Linked DNA regions of Mus musculus: region 2 is linked to region 1. Evidence: chromatin contacts called from public Micro-C data. All regions are on one chromosome and are shown on one strand. Each heading gives the region's core, a stretch centred on a gene start, on an enhancer-like site or on the middle of the called end of the contact. The rest is flanking DNA. Distances are from core to core; before and after follow the strand shown.

What was found. Hi-C and Micro-C count contacts between places; a contact is called where the count stands out from the background.
Region 2: a Micro-C map of embryonic fibroblasts shows a contact between it and region 1, with 5 times the contacts expected there. The contact joins the enhancer-like site here to the promoter of Chst7 in region 1. A contact is called at or near these places in 4 of 39 promoter capture datasets (embryonic stem cells, liver, pre-B cells and 1 more), 14 of 484 Hi-C or Micro-C datasets (B cells, the CH12 cell line, bone marrow-derived macrophages and 8 more), 2 of 115 datasets of contacts at active chromatin or transcription factors (embryonic stem cells and stem cell-derived neural progenitor cells) and 2 of 9 other capture datasets (adipose tissue and liver).

What each region holds. Positions count from the first base shown.
Region 1 is chrX:20,057,253-20,061,303 of GRCm38.p6, reverse strand. Chst7 (carbohydrate (N-acetylglucosamino) sulfotransferase 7) reads right to left here and starts at 1,734. Exons shown (of 2, transcript NM_021715.1): 1 at 96-1,734. The coding sequence starts at 1,588. The coding sequence ends at 134.
Region 2 is chrX:20,134,403-20,138,453 of GRCm38.p6, reverse strand. The region is part of intron 13 of Slc9a7 (solute carrier family 9 (sodium/hydrogen exchanger), member 7); the gene reads left to right. Among named protein-coding and RNA genes, the nearest start is that of Chst7, 77 kb to the right of the region's middle. Within about 2 kb of position 1,808, at least 6 of the 459 cell types and tissues checked have an H3K27ac peak or open chromatin away from gene starts, as enhancers often do. A contact at or near this core is called in embryonic fibroblasts, where this site is marked.

The DNA.
Region 1 (4,051 bases), core at 485-2,984:
CCTCTAACCACCCTTCAACTCCCCTCCCCGAACCCCGCTGGTTGTTTCAGGATTCCCCCTCCCCAAATACTGTTCCTTATACTGTGTCACTTTACCTGAATACGCCCCGGGGCAGGGTTCAGGGATCAGGGTATTACACAGCCCAATTGGCCTTGGTCTCCAGTGGTGTCTCCCCTTCCCTGACGGTCTTCCTGTCGCGTTCGTCCCCACTTCGAGGGTAGGCAAGCAGACGCATGGCAGGGGCGCAGGCGGTTTCCACTTGGCGCACCTGCTCTTGGCTCAGACGTTCGCGCCAGGCGTGCACAGCCTCTCGGGCGTCCCGCGCAGACAAGTGGAAGGGACGATCGGCGCCGTAGGCCGAGCCCCGCGTCATATTGAATGCGAAGGCATCAAGCGCGGCGAGTGTCCGCAACCCAGAGAAGCGCAGCAGGCGGCGCAGCTGGGCTTGGGGCTGCCACACCAGGTCCTCATAACGCAGCCGCAGGTAGCGACGCCTCAGCCAGGCGGGCGCGCCGCGGGTGAATAGCAGGTCGCGAAGCCACGCTTCACAGATCACCTCAAGCGCGCTGGTTAAGAAGAAATCAGCGCGTGGCGCCGAGGGCAGAGCCCGGGCCTGGCCTCCCGGACGGGCATCCACTCCATGCGCCAGCAGCACCCGGTGGAAGTGGTCGCCCCTCTGGCGCGTGCGCAGCACCTGGATGCTTTCGCGCAGCAGTCCCTGCCTCGACTTGAGGCGCGAGTTGTGCACGGCCCGAGGGTCTCGGAAGAGTTGCACCACCTTTAGGTTGAGGCCTGGGTCACGCAGCAGAGGGACCAGCACTCCCAGGTCCAGTAGCCGCACGTCTTTGATGACCACCACCGGGTACTTGCGGCACTCGGCCTCCAGGGCGCGGAGCGAAACGGGCGGGCAGGTACTTTCGCAGGCTTTGTCCTCGACGAGTCCCACGTCCGCGCGTGCCCGGGGCGCGGCGGGGCACAGAGGCGGCGAGCAGATGACCTTGTTGGTCCGCCAGCGGAAAAGCATGGCCGTGGTGAGGTTGGCCGAGTCCGGTGCTCGCTCCCCAGGGTCCCCAGGCTGCGCGTACAGGCGCAGCACAGAGAAATCACAGCGGAAGAGGGAGCGCAGCATGTCTCTTAGTGCGCCCTGCAGGCTCTCCGCGTCGCCCGGATACAGTGCCTGCCACAGATGCCACATGGGCTCGTACAAGTAGAAAACGTCCGGGTGCTGGTTGAAGAGTTCGCCCAAGAAGGACGAGCCGGTGCGCCAGGTGGCATGCACATAGATGTGTTGCTTTTCCTGGGTCACCGCCTCACCGACGGCGCTGAGGTTGCCGGGGGACCCGGGGGATCGATCCGGGTTTCCTTCGGCCAGGGACCGCACCTCAGCGCCCTGCTCACGTTCCCCGGCCGCCGCCGCCTCCAGGCTCCACACACCCAAGCTGCGCTGCAGGCCGGGGCAGTTCCTGCCCTTGTCCTGCTCGCTGTGGCTGTCCAGTACAGAGGGGACAAGAAGTAGCAAAAGCGTGTACAGCGCCAAGAGCAGCGTGAACTTGCAATACTCTCGGCGCCGCCGCCGCCGGCCCTTCATAGTTCACCGAATCCTCACTCTCCCCACCCAGAGCAGAGTAGGCGCCTGCTGGTTCTGTCCAGAAAACCCAGCCCAAAGTCCTCGGCTCCGGCCTCTTCGGGTCTCCCTCAATGTTGGGTGGAGCGGAGTGGAGCAGCCGGGCGGTGTATCCACTACAGGAAACTTGGGAGGCAGTGGTGGCGGCACACTCAGCCTCCTTCTTGGCTCAGCCTCTTGAGAGCGCTCATTGGCCGGTTCAGCAGCTGCAGGCCCTGCCCATGGTACCCGAAACTTCTCCCCGCCCACTTACGCTCTGCTCCTGGGTTTGCTCAACGCCGGGCTAGAGCTGGACAGGGCTGCCACAGGGCAGGGACACCCTCTGGGGTGCACTGAGTGTACTCCACCTTTCCCTAACTCCTTCAAAACGAATTTAAGTTTGCTAACCAACCAACTTCAGGCAAGGGAGAGTCACAATGTGTACAGAAGGCATCCAGTGACTGGACATGATTCCCCACCTGGAGAATGACACTTTTTTTCTTCCTGTTTTGGTCCCAGCAGAATCCAGAAGAGGGCACTGGATCACCAGAAACAAGAGTTGCAGATGGGTGTAATCAGAGCTATAGGTGTTTCAAACCAAACTTGGGTCTCCAGTAAGTGGTCTTAATCACTGAACTAATTCTCCAGCCCTTCTCTTGTATTCCTTATATATGAAAACTATTTATTTTGTATTTGTCAATCATTGTTTCTTGCCCACAATTCTCACACTTTCCAGCCACTTGTATATATATTCTTTATTTCTGATCCACCTTGCCCACTCCCTTTACATTTTTCTCAAATCTTCGTGTTCATCTAAAAGACTATGGGCAATTCTCTCTCTCTCTCTCTCTCTCTCAAATTATATTCGTGTGTGTGTGTGTGTGTGTGTGTGTGTGTGTGTGCGTGCGTGCCTGTGTGCCTGTGTGTGCACATGTATGGAGGTCAGAGGACAACATGAGGGAGTTGGTTCTCTTCTCTCATCTTGCATGTCCTGGAGACTGGCGATTGAACTCAGGTTGCTAGGATCAGCTCTAGGCAAGTGCTCTCACTGAGCCATCTTACTGGTCCTGTGCCATTATTTTAATAACACTCATGGCAATAAACTAAACTTCCTTGCCTTCTGTCATTCATTACTCCCCTAGAAAAGCCATTCTTTCCCAAACCCACAAACACAATTGCAAAACATTCCATAAAGGACATGTTTACACCAAGAGAAATTTAACACCATTAACCTCAGACATCCTGTCAATTCCAAATCTCAAGCCTCTAGGACTATTCAAAATTCTCTGCTCTTCTCCAACCAGGGGTACCACTGCACTCCTTTCCCAACAGTGTCATTACTTGCTACTTTTTTGTCAGAAGAAACCATGTTGAACCTCTTCATTTTCCATCAGTAACATTCACTCACTTATGTATTAATCTCCTTTGTAGCAAGGATACTATTTTGCAACATAAAATTAATAGCTTCCATTATATTTTTCCTTTTCCCTTTTTAAGCAAAAAAGGTTGCTCTGGGCTCACTTGGGGAGAAATATATGGCTGAGCAGAATGTAAATAACTTCTGTTGTTAGTTATAAAAACCTCAAGCCCAGTAATGGAGACAATAAAATTACAATTATCCTCCTCCAACTGTCCCTTTTGGCTTTATCTTCCAACACTAACTCTGAGATGGGAGAGGGACCTGGAGTCACAGCTCAGTTGATAGATAGTTGTGTGCCTCTGTGGGCCCATAGTGAGATATCCCTTCCTCCACTGAGGTACCAGCTGTACAATGGTATAGTATAGAATAGAGTTTATTCACGGCATGGGGAGGGTAGCTGAGAGGGTAGTAGAGACAGAGAAAGGCAGAGCAAGAGAAGAGACGAGTAGAGACTGGTCGTGAGCATGTGGAAGGGGGGAGGGGAATGGGGAGAGAGGGAAAAGAGGGTAAGGGTTAGCAAGGGCAGGAGAGAAAGAGAGAGGATGGGGCAAGTAGCTCCTTTTATAATGAGTCAGGCACACCTGGATATTTCCTGGTAACTGTGGGGCAGAGCCTAGACTAAATGCCAACATTACCCTGTTTTGGTTTAATTAAAAAAGGAAAATTTTGAAAAAGGCGATGGTGGAGCAGGAATAGGGTCATCATTGTGATCCTTAGCTACTTCCTGCTGACTCTGAGGTGACATGTCTCTAGGAAACCTAAGAAAATGGGTAATGGGATGTGGTCCTGCCTTAGGAGAGTTGGCTGTTTCCTTGCTATCTAGGGTCTGTGGAGCCATCTGTGGATAGATAGGAAAGAGCAGGTCCAGTAGAAACATCTGCATCTATGAGAGGAGATTGGAGCATCTGAGGGTGACTTCTCTGGAGCTCTCCTGGATGAATTAAATGCCTGGATGTGACAAGATGCTGAACACTCACACACACACACACACACACACACACACGCACACGCACACGCACACGCACACA
Region 2 (4,051 bases), core at 559-3,058, 77 kb before region 1:
CTCCCTTCCCTTTTCCTTTGAGAAGGGGACATTCCCCCTGGGTGTCATAGCCCCCCCCCCCCCAGATCATCAAGTTACTGCAGGACTAGGCTCATTCTCTCCCTTTGAGGCAAGACAAGGTTGTCCAGTTAGGGGAACTGGATTCATAGGCAGGCAACAGGGTCAGGGACAGCTTCCAGTCCAGCTGTTGGAGGATCTGCATGAAAATCAAGCTGCACATCTGCCACATATGTGCATGAAGGCATAGATCCAGCCCATGCTAGCTCTTTGGTAGGTGATTCAGTTTTTGGGAGCTCCTAAGAGTCCAGCTTAGTTGACTTTGTTGGTCTTCCTGTAGAGTCCTGTCCTGTTTGGGTCCCTTAATCCTTCCCCCAACTTGTCCACAAGACTCCTCAAGCTGCATCTAATGTTTGGCTGTGGGTCTCTGCATCTATTTCCATTGGCTTATGATTGGAGCCTCTCAGAGGACAGTTATGCTAGGTTCATGTCTTTACTGGCTGTGCCTCAGTGTTATATATTTTTAATTATGTATTTGTGTATCTATACTTTCTCACAATGGTTTAGATGACATTAACATTTTTTAAATAAACAAAAGGATGATGAAGTTTTCATTAACACAGTTTGTTTCTTGGCCTACATCCAACTGTGTATGATACCATTGTGTTTAAAGGTGGTGATGTAGGAGCAAAATAAAAACCTCCAGTGTTTGTTCTTGCCTTTCTGGATCTCCAGGTGGTATGCTTTCTTCCTGGTCTGATTTGTAGATCCATTCATTACAAAATTGGCTTGAACTCAGAACTTGTGCAAATACTCTGCTCACTAAAGACAGGGTGAAGAATCCAATATGTATAAGTGGGGTATGGGTCTTGTAATATAGCCCAGATATATTCTGTAATGGCATGCATAAAATTCATGAAAGTGTTGAAATATCTCATTGGATTCATACTTATTACTGTTATAGTGTGCATATATGAATGCTTGTGCATGTGTGTGCATGCATTCACACACACATACACATTTACTAGTAGAGTTACTAGTAGACTCTTTCTATTGAAGTGTCCTGCCTTCAAGGAAGAATTTTTTGGGGGACCAGTATTACTTGGGACACAGATAATTCAGATTATAATCTGATGCTCAAGATTTATATGAAGAGTCATGTCTCATATTCTTCAAATTAACCAGAACTTTGATTATTCATGTTTTAAAATTACTGGTTTCTAGAAATTTGTATCACTGGTAAAATGCATGCTTAATGTGCTTGAGGCCCTGAATTTAATATATAGAATTTCCTAAAAAAGTATTGGTTAAGATAGAATTTTTCTGAGATTTTATGCCATTTTATTCATTAGCTACAGTAGACAAGCTATTGTTCTAGAATGAAAGTTATTAACTTTGGGGTATTTATTACAAAGAAAACACATCCATCTGACTTCTTCCTGCTATTATTTGGCATAGAATTTCCACATTTGTCTCACTTTTAATGGCCCAAGGATAATCCAGTTCATTCTGGAGGAAAAGACTACTGTGTCGGCTGCAGTGTGGGCGCTCCCCCTAAATGTCTCGGAATACTGAAATGGAATATAATAAAGCTCCAGGGTTTCTGTAACATCCCAGATGTAACAAGTCAGGAGATAAATACATTTTAAACAGTTGCCAAAACCAGCAATTTGAAAAAGCTAAGTCTTACGGAGCTCTGAATCTGCAATCAAATGCCCGTGCCTGTTCTTTCTTGCTGTTTAGCACCATTGCAAGTGTCCTGGTCCGTTGCTTTACTCTTATTCACAGAGACCAGTTTGGTTATGGGCTCTGCCCCAAGGGTGGAGGCCTTTTTAGGAATCCCAGCATGCTGTGTGTCATTCTTCAGCACTGGTCCAAGGGCCCTTCCAAATGCCAGAAAAGTCATTATTAAATCACTCTAAAATAAACAGCCTCAAATGGGGGTGGGGTGGGGTGGGAAATACAGAATAACCATTGTGTCATGGTCCCCGTCTGTCTTGTAGGAGTAATTTATAAAACCATGGTAAGCTGAAAAGCAGGTATTTATTTCCCTTCTTGAATTTTACTGCCTTAGTACCTTATATTAGTAGTTGGCACCTCCGTAACAGCCCGTGAGTCAGACTGGGAGAAGCCAGGCACTGCACAGTCAGACTCTATGCATCTCAGACATGTGGTAGATAGTGAGGGGCTCCAGTGAAGACTGGACCTTCCACACAGAAGCTTGATATAGGGAAGGAAAGCAGATATTGAGTAGGAATGTTTCTAGAGCTTTCAAGTCACCATGGAGTGGCACAACTGGATCTAAATATAGCTGCATTGCTTAGCACTTCATTAACTGTCTGAGGCAACTCAAGACTTTCTCTGTGCCCATTACTTTTAGGAGAAAACAGTTTCAGCAAAAATATTTCTGAAATTATCAAGAAGAAAATATTTGTCCATTGCCTGTGCTTACCAATTCTAGTACCCCATGTCATGAATCTTTACAATTTGTACTTTTCAGACCCTGAGATAAAATGAATTTATAAATTATCAGTATTAATCAATTAATTACAGATAGAAAATTAGGCTGGTATGCTTTTGAAACATCTGTACCAAAGGTATAATTAAATATCCTTAACTGTGATTTAAGTTTTTCTCCCAAAAGGAAAGGCTGGAGCTGTGACTACCCTGGTACTAACTTGCACTCAGCAGTTCACTAGAATTTGCCACTTTTTTATTCCAGTAAGAGTCAGGTGTCCTGAGTCTACTCCTAAATGCTCCTGGAGTTCAATCTCCTGCGTAATTGCACCTAAGAAAAGTGACATGAATTTTACACACACAGGATCCAACAATTTTTATTTTGCTTATTGACATGACTGTTTACTCTTTTGCCACAATTCACTCCCTTTTCATGGTCTCTTATAACATTGTTTTTTAAGTATTCGGGATAGTTATTATCCCAGCATTATAAAACATTAACAAAATGTCTTATAATTGGGATTTTTCTGAGGTTTCATTATGACCAGAGGCAAACAATCATTTTGTCAAAAATGCTGTAAAGTATTATTGTATGTTTCTTGTTGCATCCTTTTAGGTGGTACATGTCGTTAAGCTGTCTATTTATTAGTGATATTCCATTTAGTCACTTAGCTATCATTCAATACTGACCCCAGGTACTGAAAAAGTTATCAGAAGAGTGATCTTTGACCACCATATGAATGGCTGGTGAGCCAGCAATGAAGTCATTCACTACTGGTTACATTGGGAACAGAGCACGAAGATTTTCTAATTCTCCCACTTCTTTCATTTTTCTAAGAAAATGAGCGATCTTCATAAAGCACTATAGAGAGTTTGGGAAGTTATTTTACATACTGATAAAGGAAGCAGTCTCTTCAGTGTCTAGGTATTCAGTTCAAGGGAGTTTTTCTTATTGTGTGGATTTGAAGTTGTGTTCCTACAGAACCCTAACAGGGAACTGGGTGTTAGCATGGACAAAACAAAGAGTTATCAAAAAGAACAAAAAAATGTTGACAATATGAAAACCTGGCTGAAGTCAGGATTGATTTAAAAATATATACTTTCATTGTCCATATATGGTTATTTAAATTTTTAATTAGCTAAAAACTAAGGTGTAAAATGCAATTTCTCACTCACTACATCCCAAGTGCTCAGAGGCCACATGTGGCCAGTAGGTGCTATAATTGGATACTTCAGACAAAGAACACTGCAGAAAGTTCTATCATGTAGACCTAGACTTTCAGGTTTCCCCATAACAAATTGTGAACATCATGAGCTTGTGGTCAAGTTAAGATGGTTCTAATTTCTAGAGTTTACCATGAGATGTTTCGAATGTAGTATTTTAGGCTCTGTTTGGAATTCTGGCCCAGCCATATGGACCTAATGCGAATGATGAGTCCCATTGTTATTTCTGCGATTTGAGTTAAAATAGATCAATCTTAGCTATTATCAGTAGTTCTTTTAAAACCGAATCAATTTAAAGTTTTGCTAGAACTCAGGTGGCAGAGGCAGGAGGGTCACCACAAGTTCAGAGCATGGTTTACACAGTAAATTCCAG